Linked DNA regions of Mus musculus: all the other regions are linked to region 4. A link is a contact called in public Hi-C and promoter capture Hi-C data. All regions are on one chromosome and are shown on one strand. The core of a region is the stretch at or near the end of the contact, and the rest is flanking DNA. Distances in the headings are between cores, read along the strand shown.

Region 1 (4,364 bases), core at 53-2,552, 1.2 Mb before region 4:
TTGTCTGTGGATCTGAATGAGTTTAACCTCTTACTGGTTGCTTCACTAATAAGCTAAAACATTAAAATATATTCATTTTATATTTGCATGAGAGTCACAATTTTTTCCCTGTTGAAATCAATTATATCCTTTAAAATAATTTGCTGGGACTTAAAAAAATTTTTTTTTTACTTGTATGAATGTTTTTGCCTGCATTATGTCTGTATACCACATGTGTGTAACCTCTGCAGAGCCCAGAAGAGGGCGTTGCATCCCCTGGAACTGTGTGTCACCATGTGGATGCTGGGAATTGAACCCAGGTCCTCCAGTCAGTGTTCTTTACTGCAGGGCCGTTTTTTGCAGCCTAAAATCAATCGCGTCTTAACTGGAATCCTTTGTTCTTGCTTCAAAATGAATCCATCCTCCTTCCTCACTTCTGTCCAGATTTCAGACGTCCACACTTCGAGAGTTTTTCACTGTAACCCCTCTTACTGGAGAGGTTGAAACAGGAGAATGGCAAGTTCAAAGCTTGCCTGGGCAATTCAGGGAGATTCTGTCTGAAAGGAGAAAACCTAAGGGCTGATGCTAGAGAATGAGCTCGGTGGCGGAAGGTTTTCCAAGTGTTTGCTGGGCTGGGGTGGGGGTGTTCAAGCCCTAGCTGTAGGGTTACGACCACCAGGGGGCGTGGAAACTTTCGCAGTCCTCGCTGGGCCAGCGTCAGGACAGGAGCCGGAGGTCAGATAGAGGATTAGAGTTGATTACCGCATAGTTGGCTCTAACAGCTCAAGCCCTGCCTTACTTGACTACCTTTATGGCAGCGGAGGAAGTCAGTAGGAGCGTGCACATCGCAGAGGGTAAAGTCCGGTTATAATTAGAAAGTATCTATGGCCTTTAAGATTGAACACAAAGTCGAGGATACTTCTCGAACTTGAGACCAAGTCTTCACTAGCGCCAATTGTTGACCACTACTCTGGTCGATACGCCATTTGTTATCCCCAAATCAAATACGGAGGGGAAGGGAATAGGGGCACCGTTGAAGAGGAAGGGCAGTGAGAAGAACCACACTTTTCTAAAAATTCTTCAAATCCCAGGGCTCTTGACAGCAAGGAGGAGAGAGGTGGGCTTAAGTTTTCCAAATCAAACAAACGTCTTTATCCTACAACTCTGCCCGGTAGTTAAAAGTCAGTTGCTTCTTTTCTCGTACAGGCTAAGCAGAAAATTGCTAAGCAGCCTCTGATTTATATAGCTATGGAAACGGACTCTCCTAGATTCCCTCAAGTTATTCAAATTGTTAGTAAAAGGTGACTGGACCGCCTACACGACTTCGAGAGGCCCCACAACCACTAGCATCATAATCCCCAAATTCCTCGCCGCAGCCCGATCCAGGGCATCTCATCTGCAGTTACGCCCTACGGGAACAAGTCTCTGAGCCCGAACCGCACAGATTTTATACCCAACAGGTCCCTTCTTTAAGGCGGAATATCTCTTGAGCATCATCGGAACGTTTTCCCTCATCAAAGGGAGCAGGAACCAGCTTGTCTTCAACCTGAGGAGTCCGCAGAGGGCCGAACAATAAGAACAGTGCGGAAAATACGGAATCGAAGCCAGACAGACCACCCCCGCCTTTTTTTTTTTTTTTTTTTGTTTCTGCCTTTCGAGGGGCATGGGAAGGTGTGCCCGGAATGCTTCCGGCGCTGGAGCGCGCTGGCCCTTTAAGCAGGAGCTCGGGGAGCGGCCCAGGTATGGGGCGGGCCCAGGGGCGGGCGAGCCCTGAGCCGGCGCGGTCTCGTAGCCGGATTTGGAGCGCGGCGCCGGCGGGGGCCGGAGGGGGCGGCGCGGCGGACCTCGGTGGCCTCGGACGCTCCTCCTCGAGAGCGGCCGCCGCCCGCCTCCGCCCGCTCTAGCAGCTCTCTCGCCCCGGCCGGCAGCCGCCGCCGCTCCAGGCCGCTCACTTGGGACGCGCTCACCTGAGACAAGGCGCCCGCCGCCCTCACCTGGGCCAGGATGAAGGACCGGCTGGAGCAGCTGAAGGCCGTGAGTCCGCGGCGCTTGGGGGATCAGGCGGGCCCCGGGCTGCGGGGATCGGTCATCAGGATAAGTGGCGTGGGAGAGGGGCTTCTCCTAGTTCCCCTAACCCAGGCCGCAGGGGTGCTCTGCGCGCTAGGCCTCCCTCCGCCCAAGCCCCCGCCTCATCCCGCGGAGCTTTGCACCCTCCCCTCCCCTGCAGGGTCATGTGCTCGGTGATTCATCACCTAGCTGCGATTTCCCTGGACGCCCGTAACCCTCTTACCCCTTCTCCCCCAAAGCTGGACAGGGTTCCTCCAGAGCTGGACCCACTCGGGGACTTGAAATCAGCGGGGCTAATGGAGAAGTCAGGGGGCTCACCTCACCAGCTGTCTTCTGCCGCCTGGCACTGTGCCCCAAACCGGCCTCCTCTCCTTTCTATTTCCCTCCCGGAGCACCGGGCAGGGCTACTCCATCCCCGGAGTAGTTGAGAGTTCCGGGTGACTTCCGGAGCGGTGAGCCTGTTAGGTGCTGAGATGGCACCCCTCTTCCCATTCAGTGGTCTGTAATTATTTTGTCTTGTACCCCCGGAGACAGCTGTGGTCGTCTGCCGCACAAAAGCTGAAAAGCTTAGGTCACTTACTCTTTTGAGCCTATTTCCTTGTCGGTCAAGGGAGAATCTTCCTTCCTTATAGGTCTGTTATGAAGGTTGAATGACATAATGGGATTGATATAGGGAAGTGCTGAAGCATCAATTTTTGGAGGTATAGATTCATTTAGTAAGTTACTGAGCACATTCTATGGAGCAGGGCGAGTGTGAAACTTTAGGAACCCACCCGGTGATACAGGCTGCCACTTAATGGGATATAACAGTGCAGCCCTGGAAACTCACAGTGGAGTCTGCCTCCTAGCTAGCCTAGAAGCGCGCATCAGCTCAGATCTCAGACTAGACCTGGTGAAGGTCTCACCGAGTCTTCCCAGGTGATTAATGAGCTCCTTACAGTAGGGAAGTATTAGTCTGCATTAGCACTGGGGCTTTGCCCTGGCCCTACTGCTTACTGGTTACCCTTTAAACTCCAAGCTTAAGTTTTGTTATCTGTAAAATGAGTAGGTATGCAAGCTAAAAGCAAGTGAGCTGCAGGAGAGCCCTTTGTATGGCGCCTAGGACTTATGCTAATAACTTAATGTTTTTTTTTTTTTTGGCTTTTTTTGTTTTGAAATAGAAATGTTGGTGTTGTAATTGTTTTACTTTCTCCTCCCTTGCAGGGATGAGATCTTCCTCACCCTGTTTGCATGCTCTGGGTCCTGGGCTGTAGAATAGGTTTGGGAGATGGAGAAATGAGAGAAGGAAGAGACAGTTGCTTATTGTGGGAGCCAGCCTCTGCCCCAAAGTTGCTTTTTCACATTTGAGCCTCAGGGCATCCTGGTTAACTGAGGGGCAAACTTTACTTGGTGCTCTTTTGTAGTTGGGATAACCTGGATGGCAGGGATGCCCCTTGTCAAAAAGAGTTCAGAGCTGAACAGCAGTCAGAGGCCGCTCCCTTTACTTAGTCAGGGAATCTATTTTGAGACTAAGATACTCCCTGGCTCTTTTCAGTAGTTGGTTGTCAACAAAGTAATCTTAAGTGAGCTTTGAGTTCCAAGAACAAGGCATTTTTCTAGGGAACCGGAACACGTTCCTTTGCCTCTCAGCCCTGCAGGGTTAGCCTCTGTAAATCAGGGCTAATGCAAGTGAGGTGCTAGCTGGTGCTATATTTATGGTAGTGTTCTAAAACCACAGGGAGGTCGCTGTCCTTTTGGAGCAGTGCGATGCAGAGAGGATGGGGTTGAAGTTCAAAGGCTTCTCTAATTGAGGCCCTGACACTTAGTAGCCGGGATCCTTTTGCAACTTCACCTCTGTGCTGCTGCTGCCTCAGCCACTGCTTCTTCTTGATTATTCTTACTTATTTATTGACAATTTCATTCACGGATACAATGTATCTTGATAACTGACCCAAATCCTCCCTCCTCTATCCTCAGATAACCTCCCGTACATCTAACAGTCTTGTACCTTCATGTCTTCTCTTTCCTTTTCTCTTTAAAAATTTTACATAATCAATTGAGTCCAGTAAAGGATGCCTGCATGCAAATCAGTATGGGGCTGTCTACCAGAGCATGGGTGGCCTGCCAAGGGGACACACTCCAGAAGGAAGAAAAATGATTCCCCCTTTCCCTAGAAGCCGGCGACTGCCAATGGCTCCTCACTTAGGGGTGGAGGGAGCCTCATGAGCCCTCAATCTGTGATGGAATGTCACGTGGCTAGATTTTGTGCCGGCAGTCACAACTTCTGTGTGCTACAGCCATGTTGTGTCCTGAAGACAGCCTCTCACAGCGTTTTCCCC
Region 2 (4,737 bases), core at 1,764-4,263, 1.8 Mb after region 4:
TACACAGAGAAACCCTGTCTTGAAAAATAAAATAAATAAATACCAGGATGGAGCTATGCATGGTAGGCATATATATGCCTTTAATCCCAGTACTCAGAGAATAGAGACAGATACATTGCTGGGTTTGAGGCTAATCTGGTCTACAAATGGAGTTCCAGGAAAACCCTGTCTTAAACAAAAACACCAGCTTGGGCTATATAAGTACAGTCTCAAAACCAAAACAAAGAATCTGCTCTGGGCTATCTGTATCTTTTGCTCCCATTTTTTTTTCTTTTTTTTCTTTTCTTTTGGAAAGTAGAAGGGATGGAGGGAAGAAACATAATTACAGGGCTGGAGAGATGGCTCAGCAGTTAAGAGCACTGACTGCTCTTCTGAAGGTCCTGAGTTCAAATCCCAGCAACCACATGGTGGCTCACAACCATCCGTAATGAGATCTGACGCCCTCTTCTGGTCTGTCTGAAGACAGCTACAGTGTACTAGCATATAATAAATCTTAAAAAAAAAAAAACAAAAAAACAAAACAACATAATTACAGACCAGGTTGGCCTCAAACTCAGAGATCTGTAGCTTGCCTTTGCTACTTTGTGGGTTTCTTTTTCCCAGTCTTCCTCACCCACCTCCATAACATATACATACTCCATTCAACTAAATAGGAGAGAAAGAAGGGAGAGGGAAAAGAGAGATCTGTAAACCTAATTTCTTTCTTAGTTCTTCCAGCATGACTACTAAACTCCCCTTGAAATAACCACCAACGCCGCCTCTTGAATGGCCCCAACATTTATATACCCTCTGAAAAATTCCCAGAATTCCAAACATCACACAATCACAGAAACTATCTGTAGCTGGCAAATCACAATCAGGTGCTACAGACAGACAGAAGCAGCCCCACATACCTACACCTGGGATTAAAACGAAAACATCTCTACCACTACAGAAATCACCTGCCTCTGCCTCTTGAGGTCTGAAATTAAAGACATATACTATCTGGCTGAATTTCTGCATATAGACCCCTCAGCCTACCTCTACATAAGCTGAGTCCAAATCAGATTTCATATCCTTGGTCAATCTTTCCCAGTATCCTGCTTCATTAATCATTTTGTAAGATCTTTTCTATACTGACACCTAACCTCATTTTAAGCCAAGGCTTTTGATGCTGGGTAACTCTCAAGGAAAATGAGCCCTTGAAGACAATGCTCTTGCTTCCCAGTTGTTTCATCAGCATCTAGAACAGTGCTTTATAAATACTAGATGACCTAAGTGTCTACTGACTCAATGGAGGAGCAGGGTGTTTGGACATGGGTCTAGATACTTACCCTGGGGATTCATGGCGATGGAAAATGATGGAAGTAATCTAATTAGAATGCTGGGCTCTCCTGATGGCTAGCAGCTCACCTGTTTGATGATGTATGTTAGCTCCTCAATTTCTACTGCTTTATCATCAAAGAGGGACTTGCGCTTTGCCACTGCAGAGACAGATGAAACATTAGGACAGGTGAGGGTAAATAGCAAGGCTCAAAGAGCTAGGATGACAGTTCAGTAGTAGAGACACTTGCCTTAAGGTATACATCCCTGGTTTAAATCCCCAGCACCATAGAAAAAATAAGACAAAACCTCCATGAGCCTCACCTCCTAGTACTATGTTTCACTGTCCCACCTAGGAAAGGCCTCCCAAACACTCACAGATTGTTAGCTTCTCCAGCTTGGCAAATGTATTGCTGAGATCTTTCCCAATGCGCCTGCAAATGATCATCAGTGAGAAGGTTGTGGTAAAGGGCAGGAAAGAGGCTGTTACCATAACCTCCAACACAACCAATTCCACTCAGCCAAACCATCACAGGCAGATATACTTAAGACACTGTATCACCCCACCACAACGCCCCTCTCAACTCACCTGGCCATGAGGGTAAATTCACTGCACTGTCGGGCTGCGTGCAGAGCCGGTTTGCTTGTTTGGATTCCATTCTGAATTGTATCAAAAAGTTGCTACTTTAGTTCCTGTCACTACTTACCTCAGCTTTTCACTGCTCCCTCACATAACCCACTAAACACTCTAGCGCTGTTGACATCAGACAATCTACATTTATCAGTGGTTTGTAGATAAGAAAAAAATTAGATGTAGGTTTAAATCCTGACTCATCCTTTGTGGTATTTAGGGCAACTTACTTAAAGTATTCTTGAAATTACTGAAGACAATTCCTCCTCTCCTACTGATAAGATTAGTCTATCTAAGAGTTGTAAATTAAGTTTAGACAACTACCAAACAAACCTAAGCATTAACTAAATGGGCTCACGCCTGCCTTTCCACTCCAGCTTCTTACCTGACGGCTCTGCAGGGACTTGCAGGCAGACTGGAACTCCTGGGTCCGATCCCGGCAGGACATGGTGTCGGGAGGGGAGGGGACCAGGGCCACCGGAGTGGGCAAAGGAGTGCTGTCACTGCTGCTACTGATAGCAGTTGCAGGGGACAGAACCTGTGTCTTTGAGAGACCCAGGTAGACACCCTGATCCGTGTTCTTAGATCCGTAGCGTTTCCGCGGGATCATCGAGTCGCATAACCTCAGACTGTTGTGGAGAGGAGAATGTCATTCTCCAGACAGCCTCTTTCCCCAAACGCTCCCCTCAACTAGCAAATCCCCAGGCCCTTTCCCGTATTTGACAGACTTTGGAGCCCACGGCCACCCGCAGATCCTGCACCCTGGACACGGCGAGAACGGTCAGCTTCCTCCAGGCCCAAGGCGAAGCCTCCTCAGAGTCTCCTTCCGACTTGGCTCTGACTGCCAGAGCTCCGGCCGGGGCCCCTAAAGTCGAGAAAACAGCCACAGCCTGGTCCTGCGGCCCTGAACTTCCAGGCAGACCTTTGCAGTTAGCCCAGGTCTCAATCCTGCCTTTGGTATACGTGATTTCCTTCCCCCTCTCACAGAAAACAGCAACCGATCTCCAGAGGTGGACACACTTCGGAGGGCGGAGGGGGAGGCGAAAAAACCCTCTTAAAAGTGTTTATTTGAAACAGGAAGTCCCACCTCCGTCAAAGTTCCGCCTGTTGGAAGACTGCAGCCACTGATTGGATGGGGCCAAGTTTTTCCTTAACAAGACCTTTCCTGATTGGACAGCGAGGTATTCGCTTACGCGGAGCCGCCAGCAGGACTTACTCCTGGCTCCCTTCCCCCCTCCCCCGTCAAGCCGCTGCCCGGAGCTGAGCCGAACGACAGAGGCTGGACTCCTACTGAAGCGAAACCCTACCTCTTCTGTTTCCTACCGCCACCACCACCGCCACTCTTCCCAGATCGTTGCCGCCTCCTCGAAGGACTTGTAAGCAGTGGAAGCCGGACCAAAGAACAGGAGCCGCCACGTCACCTAGACGTACTCCTAACTCGGTGACGTGGCTGCTGCGCCACGCCTTTTTTTTAGCCCAGAGACAGAAAGAACACACCCCTACCATGCAAACTCGACTCCGCTCTCCTATTGGTTAGACTGCCACCGCGGCCCCGCCCCTGAAGTGCGAGAACAAATCTGGACCTGCTGGGTTAGAGGCGCCTTAAAGAGCCTGTGTGTGGTCTCAGAGCCTTTAAAGCTGGAAGCCTAGGCCTAAGTGTTTTCAGCAGATTCGCAATATTAACTTTATTCTCTGGTGTTGGGGAGGACTAAGACCAGGGTTGTAGTCAGCCTTTTTCTGGTTCCTTGTGGCTTCCCTCATGTTTGCGTTCCTGCATCTGATTGTCCTGCTTGCCTGACCGCGAGGACTCCCGACGGCTGAACATGGATAGCCTGCGCCACAGCACGGTGATCAGGAGACTTTCGTTAGATCTTTGTTTACGGCGGCCTGAGTTGTCCACTTCGTTGCCTACAAGCACCACAGGGTCCACTTAATTCACTTCTGTTCTCTCCAGCCCCACCTCTGGGGCAGTCCCTTTGGGGCACCTCCGGCTCCCATTCCAGGACCTGAGACCCGTTTTTTGTATCTAGTCCTACCTTCCCTGCCATCCTCTGTTACTTCATCCCTTGCTTGCTCATCCGAGGCCCAACGGTTCTTGTCCTGACAGCAGCCCATGGCCCCGAAAGGCGCAGGACTCTGTCACCCTCCCCAGCCAGCCTAGCTCTGGGCCTAGCTTTTGTGATGTCAGGTCTCCCGCAGCTAGGTGAGGGAACCCCTCCCACCTACAAGGCGTTTCTCCCATCACAAAAGGTCCAGGATCAGTACGCGCGTTGGGCTATTTATTAACAACATGAGCAAGGGGCTTCAAGGACTGGTGGATCCAGGCCGCTTCTTTTTCTTCCTTCTTTGGAGAGCACCTTGTGTCTGGTCCAAATCTGGGAGCTTCCGCTTGGCAGCTGCCTCCAAAGAGGCCCAAAGTTCATCTGTCTCTGTGTCTTCTGAGGGTACTTGGTTGGGCTCTTGAGGTTCTTGGGGCTCATCCTGATGATCAAGAAGGACATTCAGGAGTCAGGGAAAGAGGATGAAAATCTAGAAACCAATGCCCTCGTGTTCTGGAGGACTTCACCCTTGGCAATAGCCTGTAAAGGCTTGAGGACTCCTCAAGGAAATTAAGTTACAGTAAAGAGAAAGCCCCGGCCTGTGTTCTAGCAGCCTCCTGTTCTCTCCACAGAGAATCCCTTGCCATCATGCCTTTGGCTCCAAAATTCTCACACCTAACTAGTTGCTCACCTCCCAGTTATCCCGGCCTGACAGGAGAAGGCAGTTCAGTTGAGACTTGAGATAAACCTGTAAAATAAAAGGGG
Region 3 (4,899 bases), core at 177-2,676, 1.2 Mb before region 4:
ACCAAAAACAAAACAAAACTCACTGCTCCTCTAGATTGCAAAAATACCATTAAAACAAAACAAACAAACGAAAAAAAAAAAAACCTTCTGTTGTATTTTTCTTGGTAAACTTACAAAGTAGGATTTTTCTTGTCACTATCCTCTATATGACATCCTGGGGAAAACAACTGTGACTCAAAAAAAAAATTAAATATGAGAAAGAATGGCTCCATGATAGAATAAACAAAACAGGAAGCCTCAAAGGGCCATCAGATCATTAATGGAATAATAAAGTTGCTGTTCCAAGTTACAAAAACTACTCTCCCTTCACTGACTTCTATGGGCAGCTACTGTGAGACCTGGTAATACGTTCTTACATCTGCAAGTTAGTATGCACTTCTAAGCACACACAGCACCTTATTTATCAAAAATGTTAGGAGTGTTTTGTCTGCATGTATTAATGTGCAGAAGAGGATGTAGGAACCCCTGAAGCTGGAGTCCCAGATGGTTATGAACAATCTTGTGGGTTCTGAGAATTGAACCTGGGTTCTCTGCAAGAGCAACAAGTGTTATTAACTGCTGAGCCATTGCTCCAGCCCACACAGTAGTTTAACAGTTATGTGCCGAAGACCCTCAGATGTCTAGGCCATTTGCAGTTTTGGAGATTTTAGTACATTAAAAAGTTAGATGTACAGGACTGCAGAGCACCTGGCTACTATTGCTAAGTGTCTGCATATCTGTACTATTATTTAGAAGATAAAAAAATCTGATATATGCCCAGTTAGTGCTGACTGGGTAGATCATGGGCCACACATCAGTGGTAGGATGCCTGGGAACTAGCCCAATAGTTATCTGCTTTGCAACATCGAGGGACTTCGCTGCAGTTTGCCTTCCTTACATATATCTGTTGAATCACTCAACGGAGGGAGGAAGCACAAACACACCTTCGATGCCTTTTCTCAGAGAAAAATAAGTGGAAATGACAGGTACTCACTTTCAAAAGTTGGAACTGGGAGGAGCGTCTTCAGACCAGCACTGGTGGGAAGGGCTGCCCAAGAATCTACAATGACAAATCAAACCATTACTGTTACACTCTGATCACTCCTGACAGAGGTGTCTAGAAGCACGGGGGTACGAGTTCCACTAAATGGGCTTCCAAGGAAGCAACTAGGCTCACGGAGCACCGTCTCCCGCACATGACCAGGACCCAGGCCTCCGCATAGTGGAGGTGGAAGAAGTAAGGAAAGCGCAGGACCTATCGCAGTAAGCATAGACTTTGGAATGTGGGGAGGAAGATCGGGGAAATGCCTTTTTAAAAGATGAAACAGGTTTCTGACCTGAAAAGTGCATCCGCAGGAGCGGCGCGGGGACGCGCGTCAACAGCCTCCACATGGCCACGCGTGTGCTGCCGGGTCAGGTTTCTCTCAACTACAACAGTGGCTTTTCCCAGTTCAGAGCTTTGCCGGCCCGCGGACACAAGACAGGAAGTGACGTCATCCTGTCCCACCTTTTATAGAGTCCTGACGGAAGTAGAGGAAACTTCCAGCACCTGGTTCTGGAGCAGGTTATCTGCGGGTTAAAGGTCCCACAGGCCAAGCCACGCCCGAGGTGTTTCAAGTTTCCGCGAGGGTCTTCTCAGTTTTTTTCTGTTTAGTGACAGCTCTGGGTTTTCTCCTTGGTGTAGAAAGCTGCGAAAGCCCGAGGTTTTGTAAGAAGTTGTTCCCTTAACTTTCCGTACATTTATGTCTCTTCTCTAGGGACATAGAAAGATGCTATTGATTTGTCATTGGCTTATTTACTGTGCGCTTGCTGAGTTTGGTCTTGACAAATCTATCAAAAGAGCTGTAGCTGGAGTTTTCAAGGTAAAAGCACTGGCTTGGGCATTCCCAACCGGCTGGGTTCGATCACCTGTCCTTTTACTTTTATAATTAAAAAAAAAAAAGATTTATTTATTTATTATATATAAGTACACTGTAGCTGTCCTCAGACACACCAGAAGAGGGCATCAGATCTCATTACAGATGGTTGTGAGCTACCATGTGGTTTCTGGGATTTGAACTCAAAACCTCTGGAAGAGCAGTCAGTGCTCTTAACCGCTGAGCCATCTCTGCAGTCCCACCTGTCCTTAATATGCTAATTAAAAGAAAGTAACCTCGAAAAGCCATTAATTTAAGGTAGCTTCATTTGAAATAATAAATGATGGACTCCAATGACCATTCAAGATCATTTTCATGGCCCTGATATGAGCTTTAAGCTATTTATTTATTTATTTATTTATTTGAGACAAAATCTCTATGTAGTTCTGGCTGTTCTAGAACTCACTATGTAGATAGGCTGGCCTCGAACTCACAGAGATCTGTCTGCCTCAGCCTACACAGTGTGGGATTAAAGGCATGTACCACCACACCTGGCACCTTTAAGTTTAACTAGTGGACAAACTGGGGCATCGAGTGGGGAGTCCGCTAAAAAGTATGCATAATTAAGCAGTCCTGGTCTAGGCTGATCATTGCTTCAGTTTTGGTTTGGTATGGTGGTCATCTCAAGCTGGCATAGATTAACAGGATTAATTTGTTTCTATAAATGATCAGTTTGGTTTCAAGATTTAGCCTTGTCTTCACAGAAGAGGGGTAATGTTCTGTCTTCAAAGTTTTTCCTTTAAGAAATCCAAGAGAAGGAGCTGGAGGGATGGCTGGGTCGTTAAGGGGATTGGCTGCTCTAGTGAATGGACCACACCATAATTTAATAAGGAAGGGAAATGAAATAATGTATAATTATCCTTTTGGAAATGTTGGACATATAATTTTTCCTGAGGCTGGAGCTTTGTAGTGATTAGAACAAGAGGATTTGTATCTAAGCTTTTAGGAGACAGATGAAATTAGCAAATGAGACTGATGTCTGTTGTGTTTAAATCATGTTAAATCTGTGTGCTCTTAAGAATTAATTTCACAAGCAGTAAGTACAGCCTTCAATGCTTGTGGATAAGATATACTGGGGAAATTGCTTACAAATCTATTCACCTGTGCAATACATCTGCTTCCCAAGTATTAAGAGACTCTACAAATCCACCCCAGGACACAATTTAACTTGTTTATTGATATTCCTCCTTCTGCGCTGGCAAAAGGCCACATTTTGAAAGACCTGAGAGTGGTCAGAACTCCAAGTCCCCTCTTTTTAAAAGAGATGTAATCCATTCCACGACAGGTGCCACCCATGCCAGGAAGGTCAACAAAGGTGTGATAAGAGGCAAGCATCTTGGTTGGGAGGAGTGTAAAAATGAAGAAATGAAGAACCTCCTCCTTCCTGTCTTATCTTCACTATTATCTCTCTACTTAAAATAGCACTGAGCCGAGGGACAGTTTCCACTAAGGTTAATTCAGTGTTGTATTATGTAGTATTGGGCATTTAGATTTTGAAATTATGTTCTTTGTAACTATAAGGGACAATTTAAAAAGATATTTGCATATAAACAAGACATTTACATCTATGTGCAGGTGCCCACACTGGCCAGAAGAGGGAGCTGTAGTTGCTGCGCAGATGCTTGTAAACTGCCCGTACAGGTCCTCTGAAAGAACAGCTCTTAACAGTTGATTCATCTCTCTAGTCACTAGCAGTTGCCATTCTTAAGTGGGAGAGTAATGAAGAAACACAATAGCAGCAAGAAATAGCAAAATATCAGCCCAACCCTTTCTAGATAAAGGTAGTGAACAAAAGCTGGGTGAAATAGTTGATTAAAGTTGATGTGTGATAACATCTTCCAGTCTAATGGATTATAAATCACATAGTGGTGATATGTCAGTTTTCATTTCTTCATTGATGAGTGATATCTAGCTTTCCCTCATGCTTTTGATTTCAATGTTTGTGATTTGCTTGTATGTATGCTAGTTTGTTTTTTATATGCACTTGTTCATGTTTCTCTTATCAATTCAAAACTGTTTGTTATGTCTCATAGGCAGATTCCCGGTTTTAATTTGTGTGTGTGTGCTGAAACTAGAAAGGGGACCAATAGGAGGAGAAGTCTTAAGAGAGAGAGTTGGGGAAGGAGGAAAGAGAAGAACAAGGGATAGCAGAATACATGTGACATGAAAGGATGAGAGGGAAATGGAAAGGTACCAGCAGAGGATGGGGCAGGGAGAGGATCAAGAAGAAAATGTTTGTGAATGCCTCATAACAAAGCCCATTCCTATGTATACGAATTTAAAAAGAATGCGTATTTTAAAGCCTGTGTTATGTGTTGAATTTCCTAACTACTGCCTAGTTTTATAGATTGAAACCATCTTTCCCACTCTGCAGACTTGCCTTTTCTGTGTCTCCACTGGAAGGAGTAGAAGGTTTCATCTATTTGGTTCCAGTTTTGTTTGTTTCCTTCCTTTCTTCCTTCCTTCCTTCCTTCCTTCCTTCCTTCCTTCCTTCCTTCCTTCCTTCCTTCCTTCCTTTCTTTCTTTCTTTCTTTCTTTCTTTCTTTCTTTCTTTCTTTCTTTTCTTCTTTCTTTTTTTTTTTCTTTTTGTTTTTTTTTTTGAGACAGGGTTTCTCTGTGTAGCCCTGGCTGTCCTGGAACTCACTCTGTAGACCAGGCTGGCCTCGAATTCAGAAATCCGCCTGCCTCAGCCTCCCAAGTGCTGGGATTAAAGGCGTGCGCCACCACCGCCCAGTGGTTCCAGTTTCTTAAGAGGGTGTTGTACATAGGTCACTTACATGCCTAATCAAAGTCACATACAACTGTGTACACTTCTTTTTTTTTGCCATAGGCATAGAAGTTTAATCCATTTCTCATACAAGGAGGCAACAGCAAGTAGTAGAAGGGTGATCATGTATTGTGGCTTCAAGGGACCTCATGCACAAGGCAGCAGATGACCGGCCCTAGAACCTGCCCACCCACCCCCACAAGCTACTACAGTGGCTCCGGTGAATTGAGTCCTGAA
Region 4 (4,739 bases), core at 1,321-3,820:
ACTCAACTTGAGTGCAGGAAACCAAATCTAGGTCCTGTGAAGGAGCAGCAAACTTTCTTAACCACTGAGCCATCTCTTTAGCTCCTATTATAGGATTTTATCCTAGCCGCTAACAAGACCTCCAGCCAGCTAGGCTAGGTGGAATTCACGCCACTGGCTACTTGAGAGGCTGAATCGGGTGAGACCAGCTCCCCCAACAAACAAAACCCTGAAGCTCATTGTCCCCATGCCTGCCCAGGCCTCTCAGTAGCCTTGATTACATCTCATGACATGCCAGATAGTCATCCAACCTGCAGCAGATGCTGGGCTCTCGTGGGTGACTCTAGTTAGTAGCAATCTCTGAGAAAGAGCTGAGGGCTAGGAGGTTTATCACCCAGCCTCAGAGCTGCCTCCTTGATTCATGCAAGAGCAAAAAAGGTTTGGGATTACCAAGTGTCCACTGCCTAACACAACCTCCACTCTTCCAGTCACCTGACAGCGTTGGCTTCTGCAGTTTATTTTTTTACAAAAGGAAAAAGGAGACAATGGTCCCTTTGCCCATAGTCCACTCTCAGCCCTTAAGAGTGAGTTCTCTACAATGTTCTCTCTGAACACTGTCTACTTCATTTCTGGATCGTGCCCCACCTTCACCTTGTAATAAACTCTACATATTTTCTATCTTGAAGCTTAAAACTGGGAGTGGTGGTACACGCCTATAATCCCAGCATTCCAGAGGTAAAAAGCTGAAGAATCAGAAGTTCAAGGCCAACCTCTGCTACATGTTTGTAGTTGAGCATAAGCCCAGGCTAAATAAGACCCTAGCCAAAAAATAAAAAATAAAAATAAAGGCAGGGGTGTGGGGGTGGAAGGCTTGGCCATTAAGAAGTTAAGAGAGTACATACTGGTCTTGCAGCACACCACAGCTGAGTTCCCAGCACCTACATCAGCTCACAGCTCCAAGGGACCAAATACCTACTTCTGGCCTTCACAGGAACCTGCATACACATAACATTCACATACAGACACATTTGATGAAAAGGAAAGGCAAAACATTCCAAACCAACCCGCATCACTCCAGTTACAAGTCCTGGACTAGCACTTTGCCACAGGCTTAGAACAGATGGGACACTTTTCTGACAGAAGGCCGGAAAGTTAGTTACATTGCTGTCTACAGTTCACAAATAAGCCCTCTCTTTTCCTAAAATAGCAAAAGCAAGGAAAAGAACGCAGGCAAAGGCTGAGACTACGCTCTCACTTGCACTGAGAGAGCAGTTTGTACTAAGACACCAGACATGCTCACCACTGCCGGGTCTCCTGTCCTTGCTTGGCTGAGCCCCATGCTCAAGGAGGGAGTCCACAGACTCTTTAGGCTGTTTGGGCTTGAAGCCTCTGTCACAACTATATTCATTCTTGGCTGGTGTAATATAAGAGTAGCCAGGAAGGGTATCTCAACAAATGAGCATGGCTGTGCCTCGTTAACACCACAGACACTGATGTCTAAGTTTTACATGATTTTCACATTTCACACAATATGATCCCTCTGCCCCAATAGTTTAAATATGTAAAAGCCACTCAGGGTTAGATGTATGGGGTGTAGTTTATCTACCTTGATTTAAGAAGTGTACCGAACCTCTATTTAATGTTTTCCTCAATTCACTGGCTAAAGGATTCTCATAGGCTGAGCTAAAACAGAATCAGTCCCTGGGTTAAGAAGTGAACCTTCCATTACTCTCAGGAAAAGGCTGTACTCCAAACACAGTTACTTTTAGAAGTTAGAGCTACAAACAAAAAGACCAAAGGGCAGAGTTAGTTGTTTCCTCCTCAAAGACGGAGGGACACTAAGAATTCTGGGGACCAGATTTAGAGTGCAAATCCTATAAACCTGCATCTTACAATTCAAAAGTACTGCAGCGCCGGGATCCAAAGAAGAGTAACTCGGTCAGGCAAATGGCAAGCCTGGTACAGGCACCCAGTTCCTGTGTTCAGTTCCCAGAACTCATTTCCAAAGGCAGCCCCTCCAAACGGCAGGACTCAGGAGTGAGTGACAAATAATATTCCACTCAGGAGTGTGAATAAAGTCCACCTTAGCACAAGTGCTCACAGACCGGTCCTTCGTCCTTCGGACAGTCAGATTTACTCCAGGTGCAAGGGGGGTATGACGGTGACTCCTTTAGTCAGGTTGGTTCTAGCAAGTCTTAGATGAGACGCCTTTTGAAAAGCGTGAGAGCCTCTACGAACACCACCTGCGGTATGGAAGGGGCACGGAAAAGTGTCCAATTCTTACGAGGAAAAATAGGCTGAACGCCGAGGTAAGACAGAGCGAAGCAAGGAAGCGGCGGAACCACCACTGGAACCCATAACCCGGCTCTCCCAGCCCGGGTTCTATCCCACCCTTAGCCACACAGTGGGACACCTTGGGGGCAGGTCTCTGGGACCCGCCGGTCAGCGAGAGCTGCCACTCCCTAGGCTCCTCTTGAACCTCGGAGAACTGACTTTCCAGCAAGTCTGCAGACCACGGCATCCGCTACAGAGGGCGCTAAGTGAGATTTTTATAGGCTCGGCCACTTCCGGGGGTGAGCTGGGGCGTCTGGGAAATGGGGTTTGCAAGCTAAGGGGCGCGTTCCTGAGCGGTCCGATTCCTAGGAGCGCTGCGTCCTATCAGCCTTGTCTCTAACCACAGACCCCGTCCAGAGACAGGTGAAATGCTGGGGTTAACAACCTCACGCTAGGGTCGGCCCTCAGCGAGGCAAGATAGAAGAACCGGTCACAGGGAGAGCCTGAGAAAGCAAAGACCCTAACATGGCGGGCAATTAGCAATCTACTTCCGGAATTTAAAGCCAGCTTCCGGAAGCCGAGCGAGTGTTCCCATGACAACCGACGTCGGTTCCTTGAGGTGCGTGTAGATGCTGGGGATCATAGAGTGGCTGGAAGTCAGAATTTTGTGTTGCTATTGCTTTTGCTATGAGTCTTTTGCCGAGGCCTTTCGGTCTGTGAGCGGATTGGGACTGGTGAGGAAAACCGTGTTAAACTGGAGGGTGCTCGACCGCGTAGCCAGAGCGAGGGGCGTTTCTGCCTAACGGATGCCCTTGGTAGAGCCTTACCAAGTGGTGCGTTTGACTCTACTCATTTGCGAGCTGGAGGAAATGACTCTATTTATGCGTCCTTGCCTATAGCCAGGGGATAATTCTTTCCTACCTTGCAGATTGTTATGAGGATTAAAGTAAATTCTCTTGGTTAACAAGATTATCATGGCGCTGGTACCTAGAGAGATATTGTGTGAAAACTCAAGCCCAGAGAAGTTACATTCATATATTTAAAGAGAGAGAGAGAGAGAGAGAGAGAGAGAGAGAGAGAAAGAAAAGAAAAGAAAACCACGGGGCTTTTCCACCGCGGAAGGTGGACGGGTTCCGGACCCCTCAGAACCTTTGCAAAATGAGGGTTATATGCACTAAAATGGCTGCTTTTCAAGTCCAGGGATCAAGTAAAGTTATAAATATGCTCCCCTCACTTGCTGCCTCAGTGTTTCTGTCATAACCTTTATAAAGTTCCTCTAGGAGAGTACTTTGTCTTCTCAACTCCTTCTGTATGTGACACTGTCCATTTCTATGAGGACATATTTCTCACCTACTTAGATAGCACTCTATAAATTATGAAATAGGCTGGTTGTATAGTGCCTCTTAGAATACCACTCTGCCACCTACCAGCTGTGGAATCTTGGTCTAATTAGTTACCTTTGCTGAGCCTCAGTTTTCTCATCTAGGAATTGAGGGAAATAAGAATTGATTTTCTACCTTATGAGGTTATTATAAGATTTTAATAACATCTGTGATTGAAACAGTTCCTAGAGTGTTGCATGAAATATATAAGGGTTTTATTTACTACCATTACTACTATTATGTGACCAGGCTGTCACTGCTCTGTAGTAACCCTAAATATTCTTGGTTAGAGTTGTGTATTTGTCAGGTGTGGGTAAATTCCTGTAGAACAGGCTCTCAGGGTTTACCCTGAGGATCAGGGCAGGAGGATCAAGAAGTTAAGATGAGCTTGGGCTACATAGCAAGATCTGGTTCCAAAAAAAAAAAAAAAAGCGCCATGCATTAAGAAGGATCCAGACATGGAGAAAAATTTGCTGTTAATGAGTCTCTAGAATGAATGACAAGTTATGGTGCAGTGGGGTGGAGTTGGGATGGGTTTGGGTTTGTCTTGTTTGGTGAAGAATCTTGGCTCTCATAACCCAAGCTGGCCTCAGACTCTTAATCCTCCTGTTTTAGGTTCCTGAATATTGTGATTATAGGTGTGTGCCACTATGCCTGGCTTTAGCTGGGTTTTTGTTTTGATAATTGGTTTTAACTAATATACCCTGATCACCTAGAATGGTGTTTTGCATACCAATGTTTATTGCTAGACTTCTAATATTGCCTTCCTTGCCCTTCCTCCCTTTCTTACCTCTTTCCCCTCCAAACAGGTCCTTGCATTAGAGCCAAGGAAACAGCTCCGATTTGGAAAAACTAAACATCTCTCCTGGAGTTCTGGGCAGAGAGAAAACCAGTAGTCATTTTCTTCGGAACTGTGGAATGTACCCTTGGGAGTCCCACAAATCAGGCAGAAGATGCTCCAGACCGGTAACTACAGCCTGGTGCTCTCCCTGCAGTTCCTGTTGCTGTCCTATGACCTGTTCGTCAACTCCTTCTCAGAGCTACTCCGAATGGCTCCTGTTATCCAGCTTGTGCTGTTCATGTGAGTATAAGAGGCAGGCCTGA

What was found. Hi-C and Micro-C count contacts between places; a contact is called where the count stands out from the background. Capture Hi-C pulls out chosen DNA fragments and counts their contacts.
Region 1: a promoter capture Hi-C map of adipose tissue shows a contact between it and region 4. A contact is called at or near these places in 1 of 39 promoter capture datasets (cranial neural crest) and 2 of 9 other capture datasets (adipose tissue and pancreatic islet).
Region 2: a contact with region 4 is called in a Hi-C map of B cells, with 6 read pairs. A contact is called at or near these places in 1 of 39 promoter capture datasets (cranial neural crest), 1 of 484 Hi-C or Micro-C datasets (B cells) and 3 of 9 other capture datasets (adipose tissue, liver and pancreatic islet).
Region 3: a promoter capture Hi-C map of liver shows a contact between it and region 4, with 3 times the contacts expected there. A contact is called at or near these places in 1 of 39 promoter capture datasets (pre-B cells) and 2 of 9 other capture datasets (adipose tissue and liver).

Annotation. Positions count from the first base shown.
Region 1 is chr19:11,816,341-11,820,704 of GRCm38.p6, reverse strand. It overlaps Stx3 (syntaxin 3), which reads left to right and starts at 1,302. Exons shown (of 11, transcript NM_152220.2): 1 at 1,302-2,013. The coding sequence starts at 1,984. Gm41810 (a long non-coding RNA gene) reads right to left here. Exons shown (of 2, transcript XR_003952942.1): 1 at 2,365-4,364; 2 at 1-2,052.
Region 2 is chr19:8,740,079-8,744,815 of GRCm38.p6, reverse strand. Stx5a (syntaxin 5A) reads right to left here and starts at 3,013. Exons shown (of 10, transcript NM_019829.4): 1 at 2,319-3,013; 2 at 1,892-1,962; 3 at 1,681-1,736; 4 at 1,393-1,463. The coding sequence starts at 2,543. Wdr74 (WD repeat domain 74) reads right to left here. Exons shown (of 11, transcript NM_134139.1): 10 at 4,664-4,720; 11 at 4,192-4,414. The coding sequence ends at 4,238. It overlaps 1700092M07Rik (RIKEN cDNA 1700092M07 gene), which reads right to left and starts at 4,098. Exons shown (of 2, transcript NM_001177347.1): 1 at 3,970-4,098; 2 at 3,591-3,841. The coding sequence starts at 4,048. The coding sequence ends at 3,660. Mir6992 (microRNA 6992) reads right to left here and starts at 1,845; the gene lies at 1,737-1,845.
Region 3 is chr19:11,766,942-11,771,840 of GRCm38.p6, reverse strand. It overlaps Mrpl16 (mitochondrial ribosomal protein L16), which reads right to left and starts at 1,426. Exons shown (of 4, transcript NM_025606.3): 1 at 1,317-1,426; 2 at 974-1,039. The coding sequence starts at 1,371. Gm46655 (a long non-coding RNA gene) reads left to right here and starts at 4,555. Exons shown (of 3, transcript XR_001782678.2): 1 at 4,555-4,899.
Region 4 is chr19:10,575,217-10,579,955 of GRCm38.p6, reverse strand. Tmem138 (transmembrane protein 138) reads left to right here and starts at 2,570. Exons shown (of 5, transcript NM_028411.4): 1 at 2,570-2,872; 2 at 4,445-4,716. The coding sequence starts at 4,589. It overlaps Cyb561a3 (cytochrome b561 family, member A3), which reads right to left and starts at 2,799. Exons shown (of 8, transcript NM_201351.2): 1 at 1,873-2,799; 2 at 882-974.